Regions from separate parts of the Hordeum vulgare genome. Here region 1 is linked to region 2. A link is a contact called in public Hi-C data. All regions are on one chromosome and are shown on one strand. Each heading gives the region's core, a stretch centred on a gene start, on an enhancer-like site or on the middle of the called end of the contact. The rest is flanking DNA. Distances are from core to core; before and after follow the strand shown. Region 1 has its middle 230 kb from the start of LOC123415825. Region 2 holds the start of LOC123415825 (homeobox protein knotted-1-like 10).

Region 1 (3,765 bases), core at 1,139-3,638, 230 kb before region 2:
TTCCTTTCCTTGATGTTAGTGTTTATCCCCTTGCTATTTTGGGCAACAATTCCTTGTTCCAATACTTAGACTAATGATTGTATCATTCTCTTAGACATAACTGGCATCCAGGAGACTCTTCTCGAGATGACATACATTCTTGATGAGACCATAAACAAACACTGGTACTTGAGACAAATGTGACCCAAAAGTACAAAACTATCCAGCTTATAGCTCAACTAGGCTATATTTATTTCATCATCTCCTGATCTCTGAAATATTATCCACTGAACCTGATTTTGACCAACTCTTTTTGGATAGCAATCCCTGAAAATGCAGCCGTTGGCTAAAACAGACTCTTGCAAAAAAGTAAAATGTTGTACTACCAGCTCTGTGACATGGTATTTGTTTTCTACTTCCTCTGTAAACTAATATAAGAACGTTTAGATAACTAAAGTAGTGTTTTAAATGTTCTTATATTAGTTTAGGGAGGGAGTACTACCCAAATCTCTGCAAGAAGTTTCTGGTCCATAGATCAAACATGTGGAGTTGTGCCATCAAAATGTGCCACATACAGTGATTGACCTCTTTGAATGTGTGTATGGCATTCTGACATCCTGTTGGTTTAATAATAGTTTAGGGCATAATGCACATCTCTAGGCCTTCTTGGGACTTTAAGATGGGCATTATAAATTCACCCTCATACCAATGAAAATGCATGATGAGGAAAATGCAGAGATTCCAAAAGGAGAAGATTATGCTTTTGTTTGTCTTGGCTCCTCTGTTAACCCTGCCTTTCTCAATCATAGACCGGGCTTTAAAAATTACTACTTGCCAGGTTACGCAAGTTCCAACTTCCAAAAGCCACGTGATCTTGCCATAGATTGGGAACTACTAGTCGTACAGGAAATTTGACAAGAACAAAGAAGATAAAAAAAGGATACTAACACTCTCACTGTATCACTGGATGCAGTGGTTTACAAAATCCAAATCCCTCTTATATCAATACACCACTTGTCAGGTTTGTGGTTTTGATTGTCTTATAGCTCCAAGCTGCTAACCCTTCTTTTCTAAACCTTACCGGGCTTAAAAAAATCACTCCACTTGTCAGGCCACAAGTTCCAACTTGTGCAAGCCAGATGATCTTGCCATAGAATTGGAACCGTGTGAATTTCGAAAAAAAAGGAAACGGATAAGGCTCTCGCCGCACCACTGGATGCATTCCAAACGAAGCATTTTTGAAGTTTTGAGTCTGTTTTTCGCCGCAAATTGCAGTGTGTAAGCTGCTCCGGTAAGACGGAAACATGGACGAGTTAGTACAGGACAGGGAGACATCAAAGACATTGGATCAACCTGACGAACTGACAGATGAGCAACGAAGTGATCTGAGATACTAATGGCTCCTAGTAAGCGAGACGTTTAGGTGCGTAGGCTTACTGGAGCTGGAGCAGGACATCGACGGGGACGTAACATCTCTTAGTATCACATGGACGGTGGAGACGACGACCACGTAAAGAAAAGAGAAAACGATCATTTTTTCCTCTCTCTGAAACCTATCTTCACCTGCCCAACTTCTCAAGATCCACCTCTACATGATCTGCTGCGGTAGTTGAGGCCTTTTCATGCGAGGTTCTTGTCAAGTTTTCTGAAATTGCAACGTCCCAAGCATAATCCTAACCTTAATTAGCACAAACAAATCAAGACCCACACGTATGGAACAGATGATTTAGATGTGCATCAGTGTCATCTGTACATAATCTACAGCGAAATCTACATGGGTTGCGTCGTCGGTTAGAGAGGAAGGCTCTTCGCTCCCCTTTGTATAGTATTTTCCCGTGGCTGTCCTTTTCTTGAAGATTTTGTCTCGCTAAAGCAGGGTGTGAGACCAATAATACACCATGTGGCTCTTTTGGCAGCCACTCCCCTTTTCTCCAGAAAACACCAGTGCCACACATAAACAATGAGAGAAAGATTATACAACTGCTCCCCTGATAGCCCTGTAATAATTCAGTAAAATACTATTTGAAACCATCCTTGTCAAGATCACAGAAACACATATGCAGGCCGGGCGTATGGCACTGTTTACATAGACACCCAAAAGCAAGAGCAGCCGTGCATGGGCAATACCCAGAGGTTGCTATCCAGAAACCAAACAAAAATTCCAAGATATACTACAAGAAGCAAGGAGGAGGCAGTTAGGGCTTCCAAGGAGGTAGTTTGTGGTCCAGGGTGAAAAAACCGTTTGTGGTCCTGGCTCATCAACAGTCCATACTCTATTTCAGCTCACATCCAACAACAAAAAAACTTGTCTGCCTTTTCAACTCAGGGATGAGTCAAGCTGTATTTATGTCCATCAGTCATGTAAACTTCCCCTATTTGGATAATCTCCCCTGGTTTGAGGTCTTGACTCACAAGCCAGCCCAGAACCACAAGTCCACAACACTGTTTAGCTTTAGTTACTCCATTCTTGGACTCAGGACAGCCCCCCTTTGCATGTGTGGTGACAGTTGGACCTTGGAAGGGAAAAACTTTGTCAATTGTGCACAGTGCCACATGTACTATTCCCACCTTTAGTGGAGTATTAAGGAATTTAATAAGGGTTGCCCTTTTCTTGTTTGGTTATTTTTCCTTCTTTGCCCATGTGTGGCCACCTAGAACATCATAATCACCTTGCCGAACTACTCAGAGCCCTAAAAACGGAACTATTTTCTCATTAAAATGATTAAGTTGTTGAGTAAATAGATAATTTTTCGAGTAGATTAATCCACGAGATAATAACTAGCATGACATTGACTAGACTAATGACATACTGATCATGAACTAATCTAGCACATACTACGCATATAATTGATACATCTATGCATGCAAGTAGTATTGCTAGGATTGAAACGAACAGGAGTGGGATAAATATGTCATACCCTGCAATAGGTCAGTTGGCCGTAGGAGCGGCGTTTGTGGCGGACGCAGCCGTAGCAGCAGCATCCTCTGTCGCCTTCTTCTCAGCTTCAAGGACGAGACGATCGGCCTCGGATGGTTCAGCCATGGCGATGACGAGGACGTAGACGAAGTAGACGGACGGAGGCGAGCAGTCGCGTGATCGCTCCCCAAAAATCTAATCGCCCCTATCACGTACAGGAACCGGAGATGCGGGGTTTCGGAGGCGTGCTCTCCCATCGACCGTGTACGCGGTGAACGGGACGGAGTCGCCGGTGGCAGCTGCAGCAAAGGAACGAGCGCGTGAAGCAGGTGTGATCTGATTCTCGTGACGGCTAGGGTTGGCGTTAGCCCTGCTTATATAGGCGGCCGGGTGGAGAGATGTCCGAGTCGGTAACAACCCACGATCCGACGTCTCGGATCGTGGCGCATCCATTACGTATTCTCCGTTTCTGACCGACAAAAATAAGCGTATAGGTATGAGCTCAGCTCGGCTCATTCCCGCAACCCGCCGTGCGAGGCGTGGCGAGGCGGGCGGTGGAGGAGGAGTGCGCGAGGGCCTCTTCTCTTCTCACTCTCCAATAGCATGTAGAAGAGAGACCCTTATAAAGGGGTCCAACTTCTCCTCCACTAGCGGGGTGGGACTAAACTTCTCACCACCACTTTGTCATGCCACCACCTACATGGGCCCTTGGAGATTTCTGAAATTCTCTTATGGGCTTAAGGCCCACTACTAATTTCAACAATCACCCACCAGATCTCAAGGGCACATCGTGTTCCCTCGTTCCAATCACTGTTTTAATATACTAGCATTTCAGTAAAGACCTGTTAAGGTTGAGCTTCACCTAGAAC
Region 2 (3,773 bases), core at 368-2,867:
GGCAAGACGCCTCCTCGGCAAGCGTGGGCTAGTCTGCCACCGCTCCACCTCATCGCTACACGAGTCACTTATGATGAGGTGTCGAGCTCCCAGATGGCTAGGTGGCTCTCGCTAAATACGTGGCCGCGCGTCGGAAGACAGATTATGACCAGTTGACACATGCCCAGAGGCATGTCAAGACACTAAGCCACGACCATATAATAGGTGGCAGGAGCTTGCCGAGAACGCACCCCCGCTCGCCACCTAAGGCCGCATTTATGGCACTTGTCTTAAGTGCCAGAGTTAGGTATGATAACACTATTATCTATCTGACCATGACTGTTTGCCGTTGTGGATGCCCCTTGAGCTATAAAGGAGGTCCAAGGCAACCTAACAAAGGATTCAGACACTTGGAGATTCGACACTTGATAGATTCGGGCCACCAGGGGGCTAGAACCAAGTGTATTTATACGTACGGGATAGCTCTTCGCGGCAACCCTTGCCGGGGCAGAACTCCGTGCGAACTTCATCTTCCTCAATCAATCCACCAAAGCAGGAGTAGGGTTTTAGGCTTTACAGCGGCCCGAACCTGGATAAAACGTCCGAGTCTCATCATCGTGTTGCTCGTAATTTCTGCTCTTTGTGTCACACAACCTCCCCGCCGAACCACAAAGGGGCCAAAGGTCCCATAGATGATCGGTTGCACACCTGCACCGGTAGTCTGGATCATCGGAAGTACCCATTGGCAGAACGCCTTCACTTAACTAGCCTTAAAACGGGCAACCAAATCATACAAGGACATCGAGGAGGCACTAGTAAAAATGATATTATTCATGTGTTTCCACATGGCAATGCATAGTAGCACGAATAACATCAATGGCATCTACTTTTTTTCCAACTACCCAGAAAGAGGCTACATGCCCAACATCCTGGTCTAGATTCCTACTAAAGAACTCACTCGCTTTAGCCCATATACTTTTAGCTACAATGCAATCAAAGAACAAGTGATGATCCTACAACATTAAGTATGTTCCATGGAGTAGAGACACAACAAATGGCACATGTGCACGTATAATTTTACTTTGGAAACTGGAAACACTATACCTGCTAAAATGAAAATAGCACTCCTCAGGGAACATTCGGTTTGGAGGAAACCAAAGCGTAGGAATGAAGAATAGTACAAGAATTTGATAGGATGAAACTTGTCTTTCTAAGGGATTCTCTTGTCTCGTTCGTACGAACAATTGAGTTTTGAGTGGATGTGTAGTTTTCTTCAAAGACACCAGAAATGAATAATATTTATATGAAATCCCTGTACACACTTCTTACAAACAGAATGAACCTATAGAAAATTTTCCCTGAAATCCTTTTTTCCTACGAAAATCCTTGGAATCGAATGAGGCCTGAGGTTAAAACAGTGAAACTACACAAGTCCTAGCAAGGGCATCCATCATATTTCAGCCTCCAACAAGGACACCCATGCAAACCGACTACTACCCATCGATTGCCCTATGAGTCTATGCCCCTACCCTTCTCTCTCTCTCTCATCATCAAGAAAAGTCTATTTTTCCAGAAAAGAAAAAAAAGCTCAGCTCTCAACTCTCAAAACACCCGCACATATTATTTTTGCGCAGAAAAGAGAGAGAGAGGAAAAAAAAAAACACCTAACGATAAAACTTTACCAAGGTGGATTGCTCCAAGCAGCGGCTCGTCCTTCCCTTTTCCCAATCTCGCAGCTTCCATCTCTCTGACTCCTCCATCCTCCCAAAGCCGAAGCCTGCCCAGTGCCCACCCCCCATGTCTCCCGCTGCTACCGCCGAGATCACAACCACCCTGCTGCTCCTCTGCGCCAGCAGCAGCATCGGAAGCAGCACAGGCTGCAGTGCAGACGGCTGCTGATTTCCCCGTAATCAAGCTCCCTTCCTTGCCTTGCCTTTTTCTTCATCTTCTTCTTCTTCCTGGAAGGTATACCGTACCCCAAGAATCGCACAAAGAACCGCCCCCTCTTCTTCCTCCAGAATCCAGCTGCTGCTGCTGCTAGTGGTGGCGGTGGTAGTGACCAAGTAAGAGGTTCTTGATCTGTTCTGGTGTACGTGCACATGGAGATGAGATGGGTGCGGAGGTAGCTGCGCTGTGCCTGGTGAGTATTAGGTGAGCAGTGAGCCGCAGCTAGCGGCGAGCGCGGGGGGAGAAGGAGATCGATGGAGGATCTGTACAGCATCCACCCGGGGATCTCGCGCGGCGGCGAGGGCGGCGCGGCCTGCAGCGAGGCGTCGGGGGTCGCCGGCGGGGCCAGCTCTCCTCCCCCGCCCCCGCCGCCGGCGGATCTGACGGAGCTGATGAAGGCGCAGATCGCCGGGCACCCCCGCTACCCCTCCCTCCTCTCCGCGTACATCGAATGCCGCAAGGTCCGTCCGCGTCTAGCTCCAGCTCCATTTTGCATGCTGTAGACCGCTACTACTAGTAGTAGCTAGAGCTAGCTAGCTAGCTCGCTCACCGCAGCTCGTCGTCAGTAATAAATTGCCACGTTGATTCTTGATTTGTCAGGTGGGCGCGCCGCCGGAGGTGGCCGCGCTCTTGGAGGAGATCGGCCAGCCGGAGAGGCGCGGCGGGGGCGCCGCCGCCGCCGGGGAGATCGGCCTCGACCCCGAGCTCGACGAGTTCATGGTAGGTGCAACCAGTTCAAGACAGCTCGCCCCACTAATCCTAGCGCGCTGGCTCTAGCTTGCTTGTTATTACATGTGGAGATGACGAACGCCGCTCGCGCGCGCATGCAGGAGGCGTACTGCCGGCTGCTGTCGCGGTACAAGGAGGAGCTGTCCCGGCCGTTGGACGAGGCGGCCTCCTTCCTCACCACCATCCGCTCGCAGCTCACTAACCTCTGCGGCGGCGGCGCCACCGCCTCCTCGCCGCACTCCGGTATATATACAATTTACATGCAATCGTCCATGCATTGCATCGCGCGCCTTGATTTTTTTTTCTCCGGCTAGCCGCGTCCCTCTGCAGCAGCCTTGGATTCGCTCGCCATTGTTGTGTTGTGTCATGTGTGTGAAAGTGTCTGATGCTTTGTGTGTGGATGTGGCTTTGATGATGAATGCGTGCGTGCGTGCGTGCGTGTTTGCGTTCTTGATAGGTCAAATCGTGTCCATGCAAATGGGGCGCAGGAGTGTCAGGCGACGGGGCCGGAAGAGTAAAGCTTTGGTGGTGCTCGTGTAGGGTTTTGTCCAAGGTTCCATCGTCCTTGCAGCTCAGCCTACCTATGCTATGCATGCTTCTCTCTCTATATCTCTCTCTAGATCCTTCTCTCTCTCTCTCTAGAGTCTAGTGAGGTGGTAGTAGCTGCTACCTGCTAGCCTGCTACATGTAGACTTTGCAGGTCGGGCCGGTGATGGAACTTGAGAGAGAGCTGGGATGGGATGGGATGGCTTTGGAAAAAGAAAAGAATCTTGCTCTTGCATGCTGGTTAATCACTGGTGCCCAATGGTGAAGCTTTTCTTCTTGTTGTTGCTGTGGGGGCAGGTGAAGATTAATTTTGCTGTGGCTAGCTCATTTCCCACAAACTTATTTTTGTTTCCTCATGCTAGCTAGATATGGTGTCTTGGTTGAATTTGTTAATTTAAGTAAGTGCATTTTTCTAATGAAATCTCATTTGAAGTGATAATGGGCTTGAAATTTTGTCAGATGCGTGCTAGACTTACAGGTACTACTACTAAATAAGTATCTTGTACAACCGCAAAAAAAAAAGCATCTTGTAATTGCAGTTTCGACGGTAGGATTTTAGGTTCATCTCTTGT

The links. Hi-C and Micro-C count contacts between places; a contact is called where the count stands out from the background.
Region 1: a contact with region 2 is called in a Hi-C map of leaf, with 4 times the contacts expected there. The contact joins the enhancer-like site here to the promoter of LOC123415825 in region 2. A contact is called at or near these places in 5 of 6 Hi-C or Micro-C datasets (leaf and seedling) and 1 of 1 datasets of contacts at active chromatin or transcription factors (embryo).

What each region holds. Positions count from the first base shown.
Region 1 is chr1H:47,743,309-47,747,073 of MorexV3_pseudomolecules_assembly, reverse strand. No RefSeq gene overlaps it. Among protein-coding and RNA genes, the nearest start is that of LOC123415825, 230 kb to the right of the region's middle. Within about 2 kb of position 2,388, at least 2 of the 3 cell types and tissues checked have open chromatin away from gene starts, as enhancers often do. A contact at or near this core is called in leaf, where this site is marked.
Region 2 is chr1H:47,510,552-47,514,324 of MorexV3_pseudomolecules_assembly, reverse strand. LOC123415825 (homeobox protein knotted-1-like 10) reads left to right here and starts at 1,617. Exons shown (of 5, transcript XM_045106764.1): 1 at 1,617-2,387; 2 at 2,527-2,646; 3 at 2,757-2,898. The coding sequence starts at 2,181.